Linked DNA regions of Mus musculus: regions 2 and 3 are each linked to region 1. The links are chromatin contacts, called in public HiCAR-type and promoter capture Hi-C maps. All regions are on one chromosome and are shown on one strand. The core of a region is the stretch at or near the end of the contact, and the rest is flanking DNA. Distances in the headings are between cores, read along the strand shown.

What was found. Promoter capture Hi-C pulls out the DNA fragments that hold promoters and counts their contacts. HiCAR-type assays count read pairs that join an accessible place to other places.
Region 2: a promoter capture Hi-C map of hippocampal neurons shows a contact between it and region 1, with 2.1 times the contacts expected there. The contact joins the promoter of Vash2 here to the enhancer-like site in region 1. A contact is called at or near these places in 8 of 39 promoter capture datasets (the 3T3-L1 cell line, the C10 cell line, the HPC-7 cell line and 5 more), 1 of 15 datasets of contacts at CTCF or cohesin (the NIH/3T3 cell line), 4 of 484 Hi-C or Micro-C datasets (the G1E-ER4 cell line, embryonic stem cells and liver), 6 of 115 datasets of contacts at active chromatin or transcription factors (bone marrow-derived dendritic cells, embryonic midbrain, embryonic stem cells and 2 more) and 2 of 9 other capture datasets (embryonic stem cells and pancreatic islet).
Region 3: a HiCAR-type map of astrocytes shows a contact between it and region 1, with 2.7 times the contacts expected there. The contact joins the promoter of Dtl here to the enhancer-like site in region 1. A contact is called at or near these places in 15 of 39 promoter capture datasets (the 3T3-L1 cell line, 3T3-L1-derived adipocytes, the C10 cell line and 12 more), 1 of 15 datasets of contacts at CTCF or cohesin (the NIH/3T3 cell line), 30 of 484 Hi-C or Micro-C datasets (the AML12 cell line, B cells, the C10 cell line and 22 more), 31 of 115 datasets of contacts at active chromatin or transcription factors (the 230-238 cell line, DN3 thymocytes, the HPC-7 cell line and 24 more) and 3 of 9 other capture datasets (adipose tissue, liver and pancreatic islet).

Annotation. Positions count from the first base shown.
Region 1 is chr1:191,290,413-191,294,629 of GRCm38.p6, forward strand. No RefSeq gene overlaps it. Among named protein-coding and RNA genes, the nearest start is that of Nenf, 26 kb to the right of the region's middle. Within about 2 kb of position 2,214, at least 132 of the 459 cell types and tissues checked have an H3K27ac peak or open chromatin away from gene starts, as enhancers often do. A contact at or near this core is called in the AML12 cell line, the NIH/3T3 cell line, astrocytes and 13 more, where this site is marked.
Region 2 is chr1:190,976,753-190,980,969 of GRCm38.p6, forward strand. It overlaps Vash2 (vasohibin 2), which reads right to left and starts at 2,246. Exons shown (of 8, transcript NM_144879.2): 1 at 1,954-2,246; 2 at 1,429-1,835. The coding sequence starts at 1,704.
Region 3 is chr1:191,573,820-191,578,036 of GRCm38.p6, forward strand. Dtl (denticleless E3 ubiquitin protein ligase) reads right to left here and starts at 1,725. Exons shown (of 15, transcript NM_029766.3): 1 at 1,530-1,725. The coding sequence starts at 1,581. Ints7 (integrator complex subunit 7) reads left to right here and starts at 1,817. Exons shown (of 20, transcript NM_178632.6): 1 at 1,817-2,132. The coding sequence starts at 2,039.

The DNA of each region.
Region 1 (4,217 bases), core at 964-3,463:
ATCAGTACCTTTTGTTGTTGGGATAAAAAGGACCACAAGGGCAACTTATAGAAGGAAGGGTTGTTTAAGCATATGATCCTGGAGGGCTGGAGTCCATCCTGGCAGGGAGCGGTGGCAGAAGCAGCAGACATGGCAGCAGGATCAGGAAGTGGAGAAATCGCATCTTCAACAGTAACTACAAAGCAAGAAGAGCACACTGCGAGTGAGGTTAGAAACTCCCAACACCCACTCTCTCTCACTAATGGACATCCACCAGAAAGCCTACAGGTTCCAGAGCCTCCCCAAACAGTCAAGCAACTGGGGACCAAGCATCTAAATACCTGAGCCTATGGAGGACATTTCTCCCTCAGACCACCACATTCCACATACATACCACATACCACACACACACTAATACATGCATGCATGCACATGCACACACAAAGGCACACACACACATACATGACCACATTAACAGTTACAATAAGGAATATACTGGGTAGTTCATTTATTATAACTCTTCCTTAGGAATAAAGCCAGAATGCTAGAATGTGTGACATCCTCATTGGTCGTTATGTGGAACCAGCTATCCACAGACTCTCAGGGATGGTGTGGTAAATCCTGAGGCTCTGAGCAAAGGGTCTTCTCATATTTGGTTGAGACTCGTTTAGCCTTTAAGACACCTTCAGGGCTGGTGAGATGGCTCAGTGGGTAAGAGTACCCGACTACTCTTCCAAAGGTCCAGTGTTCAAGTCCCAGCAACCACATGGTGGCTCACAACCATCCGTAACAAGATCTGACGTCCTCTTCTGGTGTGTCTGAAGACAGCTACAGTGTACTTACATATAATAAATAAATAAATCTTAAAAAAAAAAAAAAAAGACACCTTCAGGGGCCAGGGAGCACAAGAAGGGAGGCCGCTGACTCTGTGCTGACTGCCATCCTAGGGACCTAGAGTCGCAGTATCCCAGGCATCAGGTAATATCAAGACCAGACTTGGGCAGTGTCCAGCAGTATGACAGGCCAGGGGCAGGCAGGTGGCACTATGTATGTACAGGAAACATCTTGGCAAGCTGGAACAGTGTCTGTGGTGGTGCAGGTCTGTAATCCCAGCACTCCATAACCAGAGGCCAGCTCGAGCTACATAGTAGCTTTGAAACCAGCCTGGCTACACAGTGAGTAGCAAAAAGCCAGAAAACTAGAGGCTGGGGAGCTGGCTTGTCAGCCAGAACCATCTCGCTCTTGAAGAGGACAGATCCATTCCCAGCACCCATGGCAGGTGGCTCACAGCCAACTGTAACCAGTTTTCTAGGGTGTCTGATGCTCCTGGCTTCTGCAATCACCTGCACACATGTGCACATACCCCTACACATACACATAATTAAAGAAATAATAAGTCAGCCAGGTATAGTGGCCCATGTTTTTAATCCTAGCACTCAGGAGCAGAGGTAGGCAGATCTCTGTGAGTTTGAGGCCAGCCTGGTCTACATAGTGAGTTCCAGGACAGAACAGTCTAATGATCTTCTTCTTCCTCTTCCTCTTCCTCATCCTCTTCCTTCCCTCCCCCTCCTCTCCTCCTCCCCCTCCTCTCCTCCTCTTCCTCATCCTCTTCCTCCCCTCCCCCTCCTCTCCTCCTCCCCCTCCTCTCCTCCTCTTCCTCCTCCCCCTCCTCTCCTCCTCCTCCTCCTCTTTTTCCTCCTCCTCCTCCTCTTCCTCTTCCTCCTCCTTTTACTTCTTCATCCTTTTTTTATAAAGGCCAACACTAAAGAAATTAATAAATAAAAAGTGTCTGCTAGGGGCAGTTCTTCCTTTTTATAGTTCTTAAATGACCAAGATTTTTTACATTACAAAAAGCTTTCTGCTTATAATTAGACCAAATGATCATGTTATTCCACCACAGGGAAACCAGGTTTGGCCCTACACCCAGCAGCTGCTGCTACTATAGGGGCCTTTGGCCTCATGAGACCAGAGCCCCTTTCCCCATGCTAATCTCACAAGATTGCATCCAGCCCTCTCAGCTCAGGCCTGTTTCTGGCAACCACATCTGCCCTCCCTTGTCCTTCCAGGGTTTTCCAGAAATTCTTTGCCACTGTTCCTTGGCAGGAGACTACGGCATCACATGGCCAGTGACTGGTGCCTTCTGACTCACGGAATGGAAAGAAACCACACAGAGAAGCACACAGGGCCTCTGTTGCCAGCCAGGGTGACCACATGGAACGGGAGGTGATTCATCTGAGCCTGCCTGGCATTGGCACTCGAATACACTTGCCTGGAGCTGGGCAGTCAGCCCTTAAGTGATGCGTGGGGTATCCCCCTCCCAGGGCAGAGCAGCCCCTCCTAGGAGGAATAAGTGGCTCTCTGCCTCTGTCCCAAGTGGCTGACAGATGACCAAGGAGGTTGTAGGACAGCTCTGGGGACAGAGGTAATTAGATCAAGAATCAGGGTTGGGGACTTCAGAGAAGAGGTAGACAGGTGGAAGCTGAGTGTGGCTGGGGTCCTTTGCTCCAAATTCTTCATCACACCTGGTGTCTCCAACACAGAGGAGACACAGCTCACCATTCCAGAAGGAATATAATCAGTTGCTCACATAGTCCTTTTCAAGGCCAAGTGCAGAGGGGGCAGGGCACCAAGGGCAAGCGCAACTCTACGTCATTCCCCACTGGGCACCATATGACAGTCCCATTTTATGTATGAGGAAATTTTAACCAGAAATATAAAGCAGGTTGCCGCAGGTGACTGCCACCAGTGACAACTCTAACCACGTTGTGTGGTCCAGCTCTGCTGTGAGCTGCTGATGGATACAACATCCCATGCAAGCTCCACATTTCCCTTCACATACATGGTCTGACATCATCCTCAGAGCAGCACTGTAGGGAGGATGTTAGTGTTCACACAAAATGAGATCAGAAAGAACAGCAAGGCACAGGGTGTGTGATGGACAGGGTGTGTGATGGACAGGGTGTGTGATGGACAGGGTGTGTGGACAGGGTGTGTGATGGACAGGGTGTGTGATGGTTTGTATATTCTTGGGCCAGGGAGTGGCACCATTTGGAGGTGTGGCCTTGTTGGAATAGGTGTGACCTGGTTGGAGTAGGTGTGTCACTGTGGGTACGGGCTTAAGACTCTCACTCTAGTTGCCTGGAAGTCAGTCTTCCACTAGCAGCCTTTGGATGAAGATGTAGAACTCTCAGCTCTGCCTGGACCATGCCAGCCTGGATACTGCCCTGCTCCCACCTTGATGATGATGGACTGAACCCCTGAACTTGTAAGCCAGTCCCAATTAAATGTTTTTTTATAAGACTTGCCTTGGTCATGGTGTCTGTTCATAGCAATAAAACCCTAACTAAGACAGTGTGGTAGCTAGTGTTTCAATTGTGAGCCTAGCCTTTAAAGGCTGAGCTATCTCTCAGCCCCTATGGTGGCTAGTGTTCAAGTTGTGAGCCTAGCCTTTAACTGCTAAGCTATCTCTGATACCTGTGATACTTTTTAATTGTACAAATGATACAAGGTAGACTAGACTGGCAACAGTCTCAGTGAAAGATTCTTTAGATCAGATTGGCCTTGGTGGTGGTGGGACTGTCTTGATTACCTTAATGGCGGTGGAAAGACCGACCTACTGTGGCAACACTAGGCACAGTAGGCAGGGCCCTGGACAATGTAAGAGTGGAGGAAGAGAGCTGAGCAGTAAATATGTATGGATTCCTTTTCTTCACAGCTGTGGCTGGCTGCTTCGGCTTCCTGCCTTGGCCTCGTCACTGTCATGGTCTGTAACCTGGAGTTGTAAACTAAAACAAGCTCTCCCCGGAGTTGTTTGTCAGAGTACTTAACCCCAGCAACAGAAATGCAACACGTACAGAGAGCTCGAATGCTCTGGAGTTACAAAGTGAGTGCTGTGGAACCTCAGCCAGGACCTTCCTAAGCTGGAGCACCGTGGTTTGGGATGTTCCCTGCTGCCTATGGGGAAACCTGGCATGTGCTGAGCTGTAGGGAAGAGCTCTGACAAGGTTAAGGGGATTCAGAAAAGGTCAGCCAAGCCACATGCACAGGAAGATGGGTGAGCTAGAGGGGTAGATGAGGCCCAGACTTCTCCGTGAAGTCATGGAGGCGGTGCAAGCTTGCTTCAGAGAGCCTAACCCTAACCCTCCTCCCTCCTCCCTCTACCCTCCTCCCTCCTGCCTCTTCCCTCCTCCCTCTTCCCTTCCCCTTTCTTTCTCCTCTCTCCTCCTTTCCTCCTCCCT
Region 2 (4,217 bases), core at 996-3,495, 310 kb before region 1:
GGCGGAGAAAAAAGAGGAGAAAGAGGAAAAGAAGGAACGGGAAGGAGCAAAGAGGAGAGAGGGAAGGGAGAGGAGGCCACAGAGAACAAAGGCAGTGTCCCACTGTCTCAATCACACTCCTGCCTAACTCTCAGGACTCGAGAGATATCTTCAATAGTAAGATCCAATGCTTGTCACATGGAGAAGGGCTCCCCGCACATGGAGCTGGGGTAAAAACGAAGGCACAGTGAGTGAGGTGCAGGATTCAGAAAGCCTGCTCAAAACAGTGGCATTCAGTCTCCACTCCCTCTGCCCAACTCTCTCATGTTTAAAGACTCTGGTGACTCATGGTAAGCAGAGAAAGATGCTGAAGTCAGAGCCAGGGCTGCCCGAGTTCAAGAGCAAGGATTATTACTGCTGATACTCCCACAGACAAGCTTCTAGCGCAGGTAAGCTCCTATCCTTTGGACAGAATAAACTCCCTGCCTAGCAAAGTAATAAAACACGATGAAGCAGGAAGCAGAGAACATCCTCCACTTCCCCAAGGACACACACAGCCTTCTGGCCTGCAGGCTTGCATGCTCAGCTGTCGCCAGCCAGGACCGGGACTGACTGCTGCCATGTCTCTGGGATATGTGATTCCTGCACCTCTCAGGAGTCCTGCTCAGCAAACGGGATCCCTGGGGTCCAGGGAAGCCACCTCCATGGCCACACTCCAGGTTTTCATTTTATATAACACGACACTCCCACCAGAGAACATGTCTCTCTGTAACCATATCCTTGGCCACTGAGCTCAGTTGCTCCCTGGCTGCTCTCCCGAGTAAAAAAGAGAGGGTCACTTGGTGTCTCCCTTTACTCCAGAGACTAATTCATCCAGTGTCCTGGAAAGTCCCTTTAAGCCACAGCCAAATGCTTCATTGGCGCCAGATTAAGCTGGTAAGGGACAGGTCACTGTTCTCTGTAAGCTTCAGAGGTAAAAATCAAAAATCACTGTCATAAAAGGATAGGAAGAGTGTGATGATGAAGATGAAGATGGTTAGCAAAAACTCTAGGAATGATTCACACTGAGAAGTCTGGCTGATTGATTACAAATTCACTCCATAAGTCATTTGCTAGGGAGACCTGGGGGTGGGGGGGGAGGTAAAACACTCACGGAGGGCAGATAGGGTGGACCCTGGGGTTCTATGCTTTCTTGGAGTGGTTGGTGTTGACCTGGTGACATTAGCTTTTGATGAAGATATTACAGGAGCTGAATACATAATGGATTTGGCTCAGCCCAACCTCAGAGCTTAGCCAGCAAGCCCCCTGCCTGCTCCTCTTGGCAGCAGAACAGGACTCAGTAGCTGGACACGAGGTCTCTTCTCCCTGCCCTGCCAAGGATGGGCTGAGCAGGTCCCATCCCTGCCAACCCGCCCATCCCATCCCACCCTTTCCAGCGAAGCCACTGACCTTAGCCAGGAAGGCAGCGTTTCTGATGGCGCCTACCATCTCTCCCCCTCTGGGGTGGACCTTGGCAACGTGCAGCCACATCCGCTCCCAGGTGTGGCTATCGATCGGGAACCCGCTCTTGTTCACGTGGAACAGCACCCCGCCGTCTTTGTCCTCCTCCTCGGAGCCCCCGCTGGTGGCGAGGCTCACGGGCCGCGCGTGGCTGCTCCGGGATCGGGTGCCTTTGGTGATTTTGGGGTGGGGGCAGCGGTGAGTGTCGGCGGCAGAGCCGGTCATGATGAGGGGCACACGGCAAGGGGGCGGAGGACGCCGGCACGCCGGGGATCAGGGCCCCGCGGGAGGTTGGGGTGGCCTTTAACTCTCGCGGCCGTAGGACACACGAAGGGAACCCCGCTCACCGACCGGGCCTGAAAGCAGTGGAAACAGCAGACACTGCAGCTCAATAAGACAGGCATGGGGGTTCCCGCCTCGCTGCCCCAGACCCACCCTTCAGGACTAACGCGAGCTTCCAGCCCCGCCGATTACCTAGCAAGGCGGCTGGAAAGACGCCACGAAGCCTCACACCCAGCTGCACTCGGGGATGGGGAGGCATGCAAGGAGCGCGGGGTGAGGAGGGGACGGGGTAGGAAAAAGCAAGACAGCTGTGTAGCAAGAAGACTCGAGGGTCCCCTCCAGCTTCACGCATCCCTGGGTCCCCAGATGTGGTGGACTGCCACGGTCCCACAGCGAGCGGGCACGTGAGCGCCCGGGGTTGGCGCGAGGGAGCCGCAGCAGCCTCTGCTTGTTAGGGAGGCCTGGCGTCTTCCCGGAAGCCCCCCGAACCCTGGCGCGAGAGGGGCGGCTCCAGCCGGGGTTCCCGGGCAAGCGCAGCGCCGCCCCCTTCCCGCGGGTCCCGCGCGGGCACCGCGAGTGGCAGCTGCGGGCCGCCACGACGCGCGCGGGGCCCGGGGACCCACCTCGGGCCGGCCTCATTGCTGCAGAAGGCTGTTGGGGTTGAGGCGGTCGTCGCCTCATTCCATGTCCCATTCTCGAATGTTATTCTGTGACATATAACTGAGTCACCCGGGCAGCCGCCGATGTTCCGAATGCGGCCATTGGACACCGCAACAAAGAGGGGCGGGTCCCGAGCTTGGGACTCTACAACCCGGAGCTCTGCGTCTCTGCGATTGGTTCCAGGGTTCCCGGGCGGGAGGGGATACGAGTTAGGGAAGCTGGGCTGCCACGCGAAATCCGATGCTGCAGTATCCTGGGAGCCCCGCGGAGCTGGAGCGACTGTCCAGGGACTAAGATCCAGTTTCCCTCGGGCAGAGGCGCAGCAGCTAAGCTCCGGAGATGAGATAAGGAAGTAGTGGGCCTGGTGGAGCAGTGTTGGTCGAGGAGCTGGGCACAGTGACTACACAGGGCTCTGGGTGGCTCTAGGAAAGGCCAACTTTAATACTTATTTAAATTCTCCATTACAAGTTTCTCCCCAGATTAACAAGTGTGTACAGCCCTGAATCCTCTATTAGTAGATGTGGATAACAAGGTTCTTCAACCCAAGCTGCTGTGAGAGGCAATTCGAGCCCCTTCTGTTCTGTAGTCACTGTAGAGGGATGCTTGAAGCCAAGGGAGTGGCCTTCCCACAGCTTCTCCTCCTCTTCTTTGTCGTCGTCTTCCTCTTTGTCGTCTTCTCCTCCTCCTCCTCCTCCTCCTCCTCCTCCTCCTCCTCCTCCTCCTCTTCCTTCCTTCCTTCCTTCCTTCCTTCCCTTCTTCTTCTTCTTCTTCTTCTTCTTCTTCTTCTTCTTCTTCTTCTTCTTCTTCTTCTTCTTCCTTCTATCTCTCTCTCTCTCTTTCCCTCTCTCTCTCCCCCTCCCTCCCCCCCAGCCCGTGTGTGTGTGTGTGTGTGTGTGTGTGTGGTGTGTGGTGTGTGTGTGGTGTGGTGTGTGTGTGTGTGTGTGTGTGTGTGTGTGTGTGTTTATACGTGAGGCTGGAGTATTGGGTTCAGCGAGTTAAGATCACTGTCTTTAAGGAAGACCAGCACTTTGGGTTCAGCACCCGTTCTCAGCTTCAGGAGGATCACACAAGTTGGGCCTCCTGGGCACCTGCGCTCTCATGTTTGTGCTGACTCTGACATATATGCAAAGACATGTAATTTAAAAATATTAGAAATAAATATTTTTAAACCTTTTACATTTTGCATTTGTCGTGTGTAAGTGTGCAGGTGTACGGATTTGGAGAGCGTGTGTAAGTATGTAGGTGTACGTGTGGAGTGTGTGTGTGTGTGTGTGTGTGTGTGTGTGTGTGTGTCGAGATCAGAGGACAAAGTACTGGTGGCCATTCTCTCATTATACCACATAGGTTCCAGGGGTCAAACTCAGGACCTCGGGCTTGGTGACCAGCCAGTAACCACTGAGCCATCTCACCAGCCCAAAGTACCTTTTTCTTAGTGATAGTGTCTTCCTTCTTGCTTCCTCCATCCCACCCTCCCTCTCTCACTTCCTCTCTCTCTTACTTTTATTTTGAGAAAGAGCAAGCCAAAGTGGAAGAAGCCACAGACTGCTGACCCTGAGGTCCAATAAGTCTAGGTTTGTCTCTTGCTGAGTTGTGTATCCCAGGACACACAGTTCATCTGCTCTGTGAGGAAAACCAGAGCCCCTTTGGCTCTTAGGTCATGTAACTTTCTTTGGAACATCTAGGAGCCTGTCTGTCAACCATGGGAAGCAAATCTCCCAGCTGGACACCATGGGGAAGAGCCCTGCCTAGGACTAGTTTCTGGCTGCTCAGCTCTATGTGGGAGTTGGGATGGAAAC
Region 3 (4,217 bases), core at 475-2,974, 280 kb after region 1:
AAATATCGGTAGAGAAAGGAAACTAAAGGCACATTTAGAGGCTTGTTATGATCAGGGAGTAAAGTATCAGGCCCAATGGTGGGGATGGAATAGAGAAAATGGAAGACTCAGTTTGAGGTAAAGAGGCTGAATCTGTGGGGATGGAAAAAGAGATTCAAGCAGACTTAAGGGATTTCTTTTTTTTCTTTTGAAAATGTCATAATGAGGAATATGGAGTCTAAGTTTTAGCTGGGGACACCAGTTTAAAATAATGTCACTCCCAAAAATTGGGAAGAAGCCAACTCAGTTTGGGGCATTAGAATATAAGATGCTTGTATGCCTAACTGTCTAGATTAAGTTCAATACATACAGCTTTTACAGAAATTAACCCAAAACATAGGGAATGGAAGAGTGTAGCAGCAGTAGAATCCTTACTTACGGCTATAATCATTTAAGGCCCAGCAACACCGGAGGGGAAAAGAGATGCAGACTTCAGGAGGTAACAATCAATGAATGCCAGTGCCTATCACTGAACGTCTGTCTGGCTATCTGTAAGCCGGAACGACAGACTGAAAAGTGGGTAGACAGAAAATGTAGCACATAGGAAAAGAGGTGGAGTTGAAACTCAGACGCTCCGAAGACCGCTCACAACCATTGTGCAGGGCGGCCATTCCTAACACAGGGCGAAGTAACTTTTGTAAAGTTCGAGCAGAGAAAGAGGCAGAATGTAACTACAAGAGTATCCACAGAGGGAATACGACTACAAAGTTTTAGATCCGGGCAGGACCTCAAGGAGCTTTTCCTCTTCTCAACATTCTTAGGACCACTCTTCAAGGTCTTAGTTTAACAACACATCAGCCTAATCGCATCTCAGATTGCCAATGTTTTTAAGAGTACTGTAGGAGATGAGCTGGCTTTCTATATGCTAACAGGAGAACATGGCTGAATTCCACCGTGAAGAGAAAAACGAGTTTAATCCCATTTCTGGAAGTACCTCGGCATCAAGACACATTTGGAACAATACCCTTCCATCCATTACCCGTGGTCACCTCGTGGGTGTGGCTATGGGCATCTTTTAGTCTGTATTTTAGGACTTTTCAGAGCCTGCAGAGATGGGGGAGGGGACTTTGGCGCCTTAAGATTGAGTTCCTTAACTGCGGGCCATGCGCGCTGGTGCACAACGAACTTGCAGGGATCGCTAAGGTTCTGCAGAGACGGCAGGCACATCGCTGGTGCCAAAGCGTCTCCCACCCCCGACTCTCACAAGCGTGCACTCTCTAGTTAACGCGCGATATTGACGTAAGCAGCCAGGGGCCCGGGACGCCACTGAGCGTCCTAACTTCGGCCTCCGTTCCGAACTAAAAAGCTCGATTACGGTGAAAAGCGTCCGGAAGGAACCCAAGCACGATGTTCTTCGGCGGTCCTCGCTCGCCCGGATTCGCTCCGGCCGCGGGAGACCTGGAGGCCCACAGTCGGCAGCGATCCAAGGTGGAGCGCCTGGGGGGAGGTGGTTCCCGCCACGGCCAGCGGCCGTTGGGGCCGTTACTCACCGTTCCTCAGGACGCCGAGCTGCGGCTGGCGGAGTACCGAGTTGAAGAGCATCTGGGCCTGAGGAGAAGGCTCAGCTGAGGGGAACGCCGAGAAGATCGCCCCCAAGTTCCACAGGAGCCGCCGTCTGCACCCTCCACAACGCGGCGCGGTTTCGCCTCCAACTCCCGCCACTAAGAGCCCCGGCCGCCAAACTCCGCGCCAAACTGACGTCACGCTTTCTGATTGGCTCTCGTCGCAGCGTCCTGGCGCCTCGAAGGCTCGCCCCCATCCTAAGCTCCGCCTCCCTCTCGCTCAGCCGCGGGAACCCAAGGTTCACAGGCTCCCTGAGCGCCTGCGCGGGGGGGCCCAGAGAGGAACTGGCGAACCGCGGGGCGACCGAGGCGCATGCGTACACTGCCTGACAGCGCGCGGAGGGAAAAATCCGCGAGACCGCGGCGGGAGAAGATGGCGGTGCTGGGGTAGAGTTTGCAATCTTTGTGACTGGGCGAGTCGGGTAACTGTCCGGGTCATGGCGTCAAACTCAACCAAGTCGTTCCTGGCCGATGCCGGCTATGGCGAACAGGAGCTGGACGCTAATTCCGCTCTTATGGAACTGGACAAAGGTACGGAGGAGGGACGCGGGCGAAGCGTCTGGGGGGAGTGGCGCCACCTAGTGGCGGCAGCTACAGAGGCTAGAAAGGCGCATGCGCCGATGTATGGGGCGGGAAGCACGGCTGCTAGTCTTGGAGCCAGCGCTTAGGCGCATGCAGGGTTGCTGGAGTAGCCTTGCACAGTTGGAGCAGAGGCTCGTGCTTGCGAGGATGCCTTTGACCACTTGGGGGCACAGTCTCTGGTTTCCCAGGCAGCAAATAAGATAAAGTGCTGAATTTTGAGATTATTTTTTAAAACGTTCAGTGCAGGTGAAGCCTTCATTAAGAGAGCCAAATGATTTTCTGAGCGTTTTACAGCGATTTGTCTTGCGAGACTGTCAATTGCGCGTTCTAAAGCAGGTTCCATGTGGATGAGAACATCCGAAAAGCTTGGCTGAACGCGCTCATTCTCTGCACACAAGTTCCACGAGTTAGTTCCCCTTATACAGGTAGCTAAGAGAAAAAATTTTAGGGTTAGGAGTTAAATTCCAGTTCTACTAAAGTGATTATGGAATGCGGCATTATCATCTAGCCTCGATATGTCAGCAAAGTGGGCACAGTATGTCAGCTGTTGTAAATGTTAAATGGCAGTGGTATGCGAAAAGATGCCTTTATTAAAGGCTGAAGAGGGACTTTGACAGATAGCTATCCATAAAGAAGTCCTGTGTAAATGTGAGACCTTTGCTTCAGTTTCCTGCCAAGGTTTTTACACTATAGGCAATTCTTGGTTAACTGTAGCCAGTGTGTAACCTGTAGAGAACGGGACTGGAAACCAAGGATCTGTAAGTTCAAGTCTGGGGGGCAGGGTGTGCCAAGTAGGGACTGGGGGATGCTGAGAGAACCTGGAGGTCAATTAGACTTTGGCATGTTAAATATGCACCTTAGTTCCTTGTCCAAGTTTGAAACCAGTTACAGGTAAGAGTTTTTTACGTTTTACTAAAGTCTGTGACATCCAGGTTGGCCTGTACTCCCTAAAGCCAAGGATAACTCTCAACTTTTGATCCTCAGCCTCCCAAGTCCTAGACCTGATGTGGCCCATTACACTGTTTTATTCAGTGCCAACTCCCTTCCCACCGAAATGTGTATGGCTCTAGCGTAGCTAATCTTGTCCCAGGCTAAGAGTAGATAGTGTTGTAGAGCAGGGTAAGGATATGGAGCAAGGAAAGGAAGGACATCCAGAGTTACCTTCTAAGTGTTGTGAGCCAGTGTGATGGTTTACTGTGTGAAACACTTCCTGTGCAAGCCTGACAGTCACACACATGTGCACACATACATACAATAACAATGAAATAAGGTTTACATTAAAAAAAAAAAAAAGATGCTGCGGCTGTAGGGATGACTTAGCCTTTAAGAGGCCACACTGCTGTTTTGTGGGACCAGAGTTCAGTTCTCAGCACTCACACCCCAAACCTCACAACTGCCTGTAACTCTAGAGGGTCTGTTATACACCCATCTCTCCCTCCCCCTACATACACATAATTAAAAGTGAAGCTCTTTGAAAGAAAAGGTTACAGTTGTAATGAAAGTAATAGTACAACCTTTTTAATAAGAAGAGTTGAAATTAAAACACATATGTGTAAGAAATAAGTGGGGGCTGTTGAGTGTTTTACAGATAAGCCCTAAGCTCAACAAGACACATTGTATCAGCCGGGAACAGTAGTGTGACACATTGCTAAAGGCTGAGTCCCACATATTACTCTAATAAGTGTAGCTTTTCCTAATGTAGATTATTATCATCAGACCAAGTATTTGCCCCTCCAGTGATTGGAAGTTGTCCAGATGAAAACAGGCAAGATCCCCTTCCTGCAGAGAGAAAGGTTTAGTGACATCACTCAACCTGATGGCTCTGTGCACACCTGGCTTTGAGAGGATGGGTGGGAGTGGGGAAGGTGACTCATTCCCTTTCTTGCTGCACATGAGTGGAAGCTGGTGAACCTAATGCTGTAGGAAAAGCCTGATCGTGGAGTGCTGATTCAACTCTTGAGAACTGGGTGAGAGTCAGGACAGAATCCACACACTAGGATTTCCTAGCGTTGTTACCATCCACCCAGTTCCACC